2 separate regions of the Mus musculus genome follow, and region 1 is linked to region 2. A link is a contact called in public HiChIP or PLAC-seq data. All regions are on one chromosome and are shown on one strand. The core of a region is the stretch at or near the end of the contact, and the rest is flanking DNA. Distances in the headings are between cores, read along the strand shown. Region 1 holds the start of Leprot (leptin receptor overlapping transcript). Region 2 overlaps Gm12796 (a long non-coding RNA gene).

What was found. HiChIP or PLAC-seq counts read pairs in DNA pulled down with a chosen protein or histone mark.
Region 1: an HNF4G HiChIP or PLAC-seq map of pancreatic cancer cells shows a contact between it and region 2. The contact joins the promoter of Leprot here to the enhancer-like site in region 2. A contact is called at or near these places in 3 of 39 promoter capture datasets (embryonic stem cells, neutrophils and pre-B cells), 2 of 484 Hi-C or Micro-C datasets (the G1E-ER4 cell line and cardiomyocytes), 3 of 115 datasets of contacts at active chromatin or transcription factors (embryonic stem cells and pancreatic cancer cells) and 1 of 9 other capture datasets (embryonic stem cells).

The regions. Positions count from the first base shown.
Region 1 is chr4:101,645,681-101,649,051 of GRCm38.p6, reverse strand. It overlaps Leprot (leptin receptor overlapping transcript), which reads right to left and starts at 1,269. Exons shown (of 4, transcript NM_175036.4): 1 at 1,227-1,269. The coding sequence starts at 1,242.
Region 2 is chr4:101,290,898-101,294,346 of GRCm38.p6, reverse strand. It overlaps Gm12796 (a long non-coding RNA gene), which reads left to right. Exons shown (of 2, transcript XR_003955080.1): 1 at 1-1,262; 2 at 1,827-2,659. Among named protein-coding and RNA genes, the nearest start is that of Gm12796, 3.1 kb to the left of the region's middle. Within about 2 kb of position 1,691, at least 321 of the 459 cell types and tissues checked have an H3K27ac peak or open chromatin away from gene starts, as enhancers often do. A contact at or near this core is called in the G1E-ER4 cell line, cardiomyocytes, neutrophils and 2 more, where this site is marked.

The sequences.
Region 1 (3,371 bases), core at 20-2,519, 360 kb before region 2:
AACATGATTCCCTCCACTATATTATCTCTATGTTCTCAACTGTCAGAGCACACATCATTTTCTTACACAGCAATATAATTATTTTCGGCAATCAACTCAGTCCAAACTTCTCACTTATCTTTTATCCCAAGTCTCCAGCATAGTTTCTCAATAACAGTTGAATTATGGGCAAAGTTTTACTTCCTTGTGCTCTTGTCTACTTCATAGCCTTTGTTCCTTTTCACTACATAGGCCCATAAATTACTGTTGCTACTTTGTACTTTCTGTCCAGGACTGAACACTCTGTAGTAGTGAGACACAATTTTACATGCTTTCTACACTGTCTTCAAATGGATACGTCATACAGTGGACATTGCCCAAGTAAACCATGTTTACTTTGATTTGAAATACAAAAGTCCCCCCAAAATGGTTAGCTATGTCTGTTACTAGTTGTGCACAGATAATGTACAGTGCATCCACATGAGTATACACTGTATCCATCTTACAGATGTTGGTGAGTGGGAAGGTCTTTGTGGATAGTTTTCAAAGAAAGGAAGTCCAACACAGAGATAAATTAAGTCTTCTCTGTGCGGATGACCAGAAATCCAAATACCAGGAAGCCTTCCAGTAACTTTGTCCCCACCCAACGCCCAAAGCTCTGCATTCACACAGATCAGGGTGATAATCTTTCGGTACCCTCCTTTCATCACCATTCAAGAACACAAACAGCACATACTGCTCTGTTCACAGACCAGTAAACACTCAAGAAAAGTCTTGTTAAAATCCCATCTAATTGCAGCCCCAAGGTTGCGTCGAATAGGGTATTTCTGGTTACTTTCCAAAGTGCCACACGCCCGAAATTATTCTGCCCAGCGAGAAAAACCGTAAGGGAACAACAGGACCAAGTTTCCAACACACATCCTGGACACAAAGGCTCCTCTGTAAGCCACAGGAAACTGCGGCGGGGCAGGAAGGTGAGGATGTGGGACCCTGATGTGACCTACGGAGAACTGAAAAGCCCAGGGGACCACTGTGGAACGTACAGCCCACGGGAGAAGCCCCCGCCTGGGAACTGACGGGCGTGGGCGTGGGCGCGAGCGTTTATAGGCTCCGCAAAACACCTCTGCCGCGCATTCGGGAGGCCGCGGTCTGCAGGAACTCGCACACCCGCACACAGGCTGCTCGCCATGCAGCCTGGAGCCAGGAGCGACCCCACCCACTAGCCGCGGGCGAGGGTCGCAGTGTACCTTTAACGCCCGCCATGTCTCTGGAGCTGGGGCTGTCGCTGCTTCCGGCTTTCTCCAAAAGCCGCCCACACCCAGACTAGCCAGGGCCGGCGCGCGAATCCAAAGCCCGGCCCGCCCCCTGACGGTATTGACTTCCTACCCAACCAACGGAGCCCCGCCCCTTCATTAGGCCCCGCCCCTGATTTTAGACTCCGCCCCATCCCGTGGCTTCCCGCCCCCAGAAGCCCAATCCCACCATCCATGCAGAACCTGATTCCTACTGGTTTAGAATTCTGCCAATTACAACCTCACACCCAATTATGCCAGATTCTGCCCTACAGGCACTCAGTATTTCCTATACTGGTTCTGATCCCTGCCACTCTGAGCTCCTCCTCTGCCGGGCCCGGTTCCGCTCGGCCCACAGTTCCGCCACTCTGGCACATAATCCTGCCTCCAGCTCATGGAGACCCTCCCCCAACGCCTTCCTCCACTTCGCGGACTCCGCCCCCAGTTGGCTGAGCTCAGTCCCTGCCAGCACGGATCCCAATCCGCCATGCAGAACTCCACCCCATTGGACTGATCCCGCCTCCGCCACTCATAGCTCGGACTCTACTGGTCCTACTTCCTGCCACTCAGAACTTCATTCCAGTAGTCTCCCAGTTTGTTCAGCACCGCCCCGCTGGCCGGGAACTCCGCTCCTAGTCTCAGCCCCCTCCCACTTTGATTACTTCAGAATAACTCCTTTATTTTAACTCTTCGGGGGATCCTGGATTCTGAGACATCTCAGCCCTGTTTCTCAATCTGGGGTCCATCCCTTCCTCACTGTCGTGACTTGGGGCCCAGGCTCTGCCTCAGGAGATTCTAGATGCTCACCATCACCCTGGCTGGCTGTTAGGAAACTTGCCTGAAAGGACTGGTGGAAAAAGTGGGGCACGGGATAAGGATGGGGAGAGGTTACCTTCCAGGACGACTCTTCCTGTGTGCCTGTGTGGTTTGTTTTGAGAGTGTGTGGCTGATATAGTAGAGATCGGGAGTGAGTGACAGCACCAGAAATCAGGATTAGAGATATCCCTATGTAAGATCTTTGACTTTTGTATAGATTTGCTTGCTTTGTAGCAAACTACATTAACATTTTGTGTAAACTACCGCGTCCGTCTATCCCCCTCATTCATTACAAACTCTGTGGGTCCGGATTTCTTTAGGTCCTTAAATAAACGCAGGCCTGCAAGTAACTAAGGCCAATTTTCACTCCTCCAGATCCATCTTATTCTTACCTTCTTCAGTGGAATCTTCCTTCATCTTAGAAACCATCCAGTAGTCCAAGTCCTCTACAGAAAGCAGTTCAGAAAGAATAGGAACTGAACCAAACAGCTCTTTAGACAAGGTTAGAAAGTCAAAACCCACGAAGTTCTAAACTTAAAAGGAAAATATGTATATACACATATATATGTATATACATATATATATGCTTAATCTGCTAAGAACCTAGTATACAATCAGTGATTCTGAGAGGCACATTTGCATAACTTACCACAATAGAGCAATTGTTCTCCTTTAGACTGTTAATACTATTGTAACCATTACAACAAGTTAAGCCATTGTACCATTGAGAGTGTGTACAGGATGAAGCTTGTACACAGGGTCTGCAGTGTCAGGCATGTGCCAGCATCATGGACAACGTACCTGGTGAAAATGGGGGATTATGGTGCCTATAAAAGCACTCAGAAAATTGCTCTGCCAGACCTGTGTTTTTAACTTCTCCTTTATAAGCACTGAGATCTGTTAGTGAGGAGGTAGGTTTTTCCCACCTTAAATAAAGAGATTATGTGATGTAAACCGTCCCACTCTCCTTCCACCCTCAACCACACTGTTTGTTTCTCTCCGACTGCTTTCTGCCAACAACAACTGGACTGAGTACTTTACCTGAGAAAGTGGACTTTTCCTGTGCCAGATGTTGCACCAAAAACCATCCTACTCACCAATTCCACATTTCCACAAGAAGAAAAGCCACTGGAACCTGCATCTCCCTCCGACCAGCCCCCTCCTATGTTACTCAGCTGTTTAACCTGGGCCACTGTCTGACTGCCTGTGACTAGAGTAGAGTCCTTAAGATGAATCTTAGGGTTTCCTCCTTGAGTTCAAGTATCAAAGGCTACGAACTAGATT
Region 2 (3,449 bases), core at 442-2,941:
GGACGAACAGTCAGTGCTCTTAACTGCTAAGCCATCTCTCCAGCCCATGATTACCACTTTTAATTTGGGTTCCTTTGATCCTCACATCTATTTGTTTGGCATCTGGTGCCCAAATTAAACATTTGTTATACATGGTCACCCTAGAAATGCCAAAGACAACACGCGAGCCTGTAAGTCTGTCCTTGTCCCGTATATTTTCAGACTGAATATTCTGAAAGATGAGCAGCAAATCTATTCCAAGCCTAAATGATCCAGTCCAGCATAGAGCAATTCACTTGACAATTCACTTCCGAAACCAGCTGGCACATCGGCAGAACACTGAACAGTTTAATCATCAAAGTAATGTTATTGGGAACTTGGCATTTTAGATCTGATCTTGGAGAAACGTTCGTGGTCCCTCTCTTTTTCATTAGGTATTTTGTGCGATATTTCGAGTGCTCTCAACTGGTGAAAATAACTGAAATGAGTAGCTGATACCTTCCCGGGACACTGCCAAATTTAGCCCTTTTAGGGGCTAGACTTATTGCTTCCTTTTGTAATGTGGAGTCAGGAGTTGCAGTGATTGCTAAGGAAGGCGCACTATTTTCTTAAAAGGAAACCATCCCCCACCTCGTCCTTACAACTACAACCCAGACATTGCCTGCAGTCTACATTAGCTAGGTGACTTCAGGCACACCATTTAATTTCTAGGTTTCCTGTCTCTAAGATAATGGCGTGGACTACTGACACAGTCTTCTGTATGCTGCCTCCACGCTTCCTGGGTCCACCGTCGGTGTCAGGGCGGATTCCTGAAGATCTGCAATACAGCTTCCCCCTCCTTCCTCTATGGCACATGCCTGTTTCTCCCCCACCCCCAAAACGTGCTGCTTGAAGGTATACCACGGAGAAGGGCCAAGTCAGCTGTAGCCACCCGGCGCCAGCCTGGAGCTGGTGGCTGCTGCGTGAACTTGCCCTTCTTTGACAAGTGCATTCTAGACGTTAAAGTGCGGCCCAGTCACCCGAAGAAATACGGCTTGGAGTGCGCCTGAGGTCGGGGCGGGGACGCCGCGGTTCTTTGCTAGGCTTGGAAACCTGGGAACCATTTCAGGCTGGGTGCGAGTCACGGGGCGATTGCACGGCAGGGATTGTGCAATGGGGCCGCGGCGGGGGACCCCGCAGGAAGTGGGGGAGGCGGCCACCGCGCTAACTCTTTACATCTAGCTTCCCAGCGGCTTCAGCGGGGTGCAGCCGAACCGGGGACCTTCTGCGGAGGGGATCAAAAGGTCCGCCTCCCCGCCGCCAAAGCTGGCCTGGCCCAGGACCCAGGGCTGCCCAGCGCCCGGTGCAGGCTCGCTGACATACGCCCGCGGGTTCCTGGGCGCTCCTCCGGCCGTAGATCCTGAGACATGCATACTGTTATTAGCCTCTCTTCGAAGTCCGGGGACAGGCTAGATATGGGACGGGTGGCTGAGATGCAAGTGTATAGGGCGTTGGCCCAGACCCGAAACTAAGTTCTGTTTCCGGTGGCTGTGTGTGTGCTTTTGGGGCCCTTAGGGTGGTATCATGGTATTTGTTGGAAGAGCTGGATAGCATTCCACAGATCTGGTCACTATTTTCAGTAAGATTTGGGGAAACAGAGGCACCAATTGAACTAGTTGCCAGTTATCCCAGCAGTAGGCTGAGGAGGGAGGATTGCAGCGAGATAGACACAGGCCAGCCTGGGGTGCACAGTGAAACTGAGAGACAGAGGAGAAAGGAGAGCGGAGAGAGATGGGGAAAGGAGAGAAGTGGGAGTTGAAATTACGAGTTTGCCCATCTAGGGGCTTACTTCGCCCTCCTTTTGGCAGAGCTCTCAGAAACATCTGGGCCTGGGTTTCCTGATAGTGACACCCGGCGGAGACCTGAAGTAGCCTCGATCGACGCTGGCTCTTGCAGGCGGAAGATCGAATTCAGTCCACAGAAAATTCAACGTAAGCCCGGTGTCATCTCACTAAACGACAGCTACAGCCGTCTCTTGGTCCCATTCTAGGGCTATTCTGGTCAGTTCGCGGGTCCACGCGCCACTGCCTTCCCTCGCGGCAGCTTCCGAGCAGCTCGGAGGCTGGAGCGTGACTTCTCAGCGGCAGGGCGGCGGTGGCGTGGGCGGGCATCTCCGGGAAAGCGAGCAGAGGAAGTGGAGTCAACGCGCAGGCCGCTTGCCAGCGCGGGCCTCGGGGACACAGCGTGGGGCTGCGGAGCTCCGAGCTGGCCTGTCTGCGCCTCCTGCAAACTCCAGGAACTGCTACAGCCCAGAGCAGCTGGTTCCAGCTGTGCAAAGTCCAGTAAATTGAGCTGAGCACAGCACGCTCCCTCTGAGGCGCCCTCCTGTAGCAGTTTCAGGGTGCACACGGAACTTTGGAGAAACATTTATCAGGAAAGCAAAATAGGCTAATGGGAGGATTTCTTTGTTTTAATCATAAAACCTTGAAAATTATCCCAGCTGTTTGGATAATCTTTTTTTAATCATAAAATGACTAGTCTTTAAAAAGTCAGGTAATTTTTTTCAAAACCTGAATGAAAAAAAAAATTGAAATGGCAGCACTCAGACCCACTAACAGCATGATTAATAACCGTACTACATGAACTCACAAGAACCAAAACATTTACTAACATTTTCTTGTTTAAATATTACTTTAAAAAATATGTTCCATGCATATGTTAATGATTACTATGCATTTTGCATTTACTTAACCAATGCCCCATCGAAGAACGTAAGGTTGTATATTGAATGATGATGTTTAAATAGGACTTTGGTGTTCAGCCTTGCAGCTCGATCTTAGAAGGCATTCTCAACTATTTACATAGATAAATTTCCTACAGGGTGTATTAATTGAGGGTTGATAAGCATTGCCCTCCCCCCAGGCCTGTCCTGCTTTATTGCTTTTTGCTCCTATTTCCACCAGTTTGCCCAGATTTTCCATACCGTATACTCACTAAGTATCTCTAAGTATCACACAACAAATATTCCAGGAGACAAAGTGCACCACAGCAGAGAAATCAATAAACGTTGTTGTCAGTGGTCTCACTAATGTTAAAGCCCTGTGCCGCCAGGTCCTGAGATTAAGAAAAGACTTGTTTCCAGATCGGCAGGTTTCAGGGAACAATACAGAAGAATGAGGAGGGCACAGTGGGCATTCTGGTGAAGAAACACAGTGCCCTAGGTGCCTGGTATGTGTTCATTGACTTGGGGAATGGCGTGTTGTCTTATGTAACTTCTTGTACTGAGAATAAACTAGGAAAGAGGGCAGGGACTCAAGAAAAAGATAGAGTTTGTTATGCTGAAGAAGAAAGGAGGGAGAGAAAGGAGGAGGAGAGAAAGAAAGAAAGAAAGAAAGAAGAGAAGGGAAGGGAAGAAGAGAAGCGAAAGAGAAAAGAAAAGAAAGGAAAAGAAAAGATAAGTTTGGGCTGCAAGTGTAGCTGAATGTTAGAGC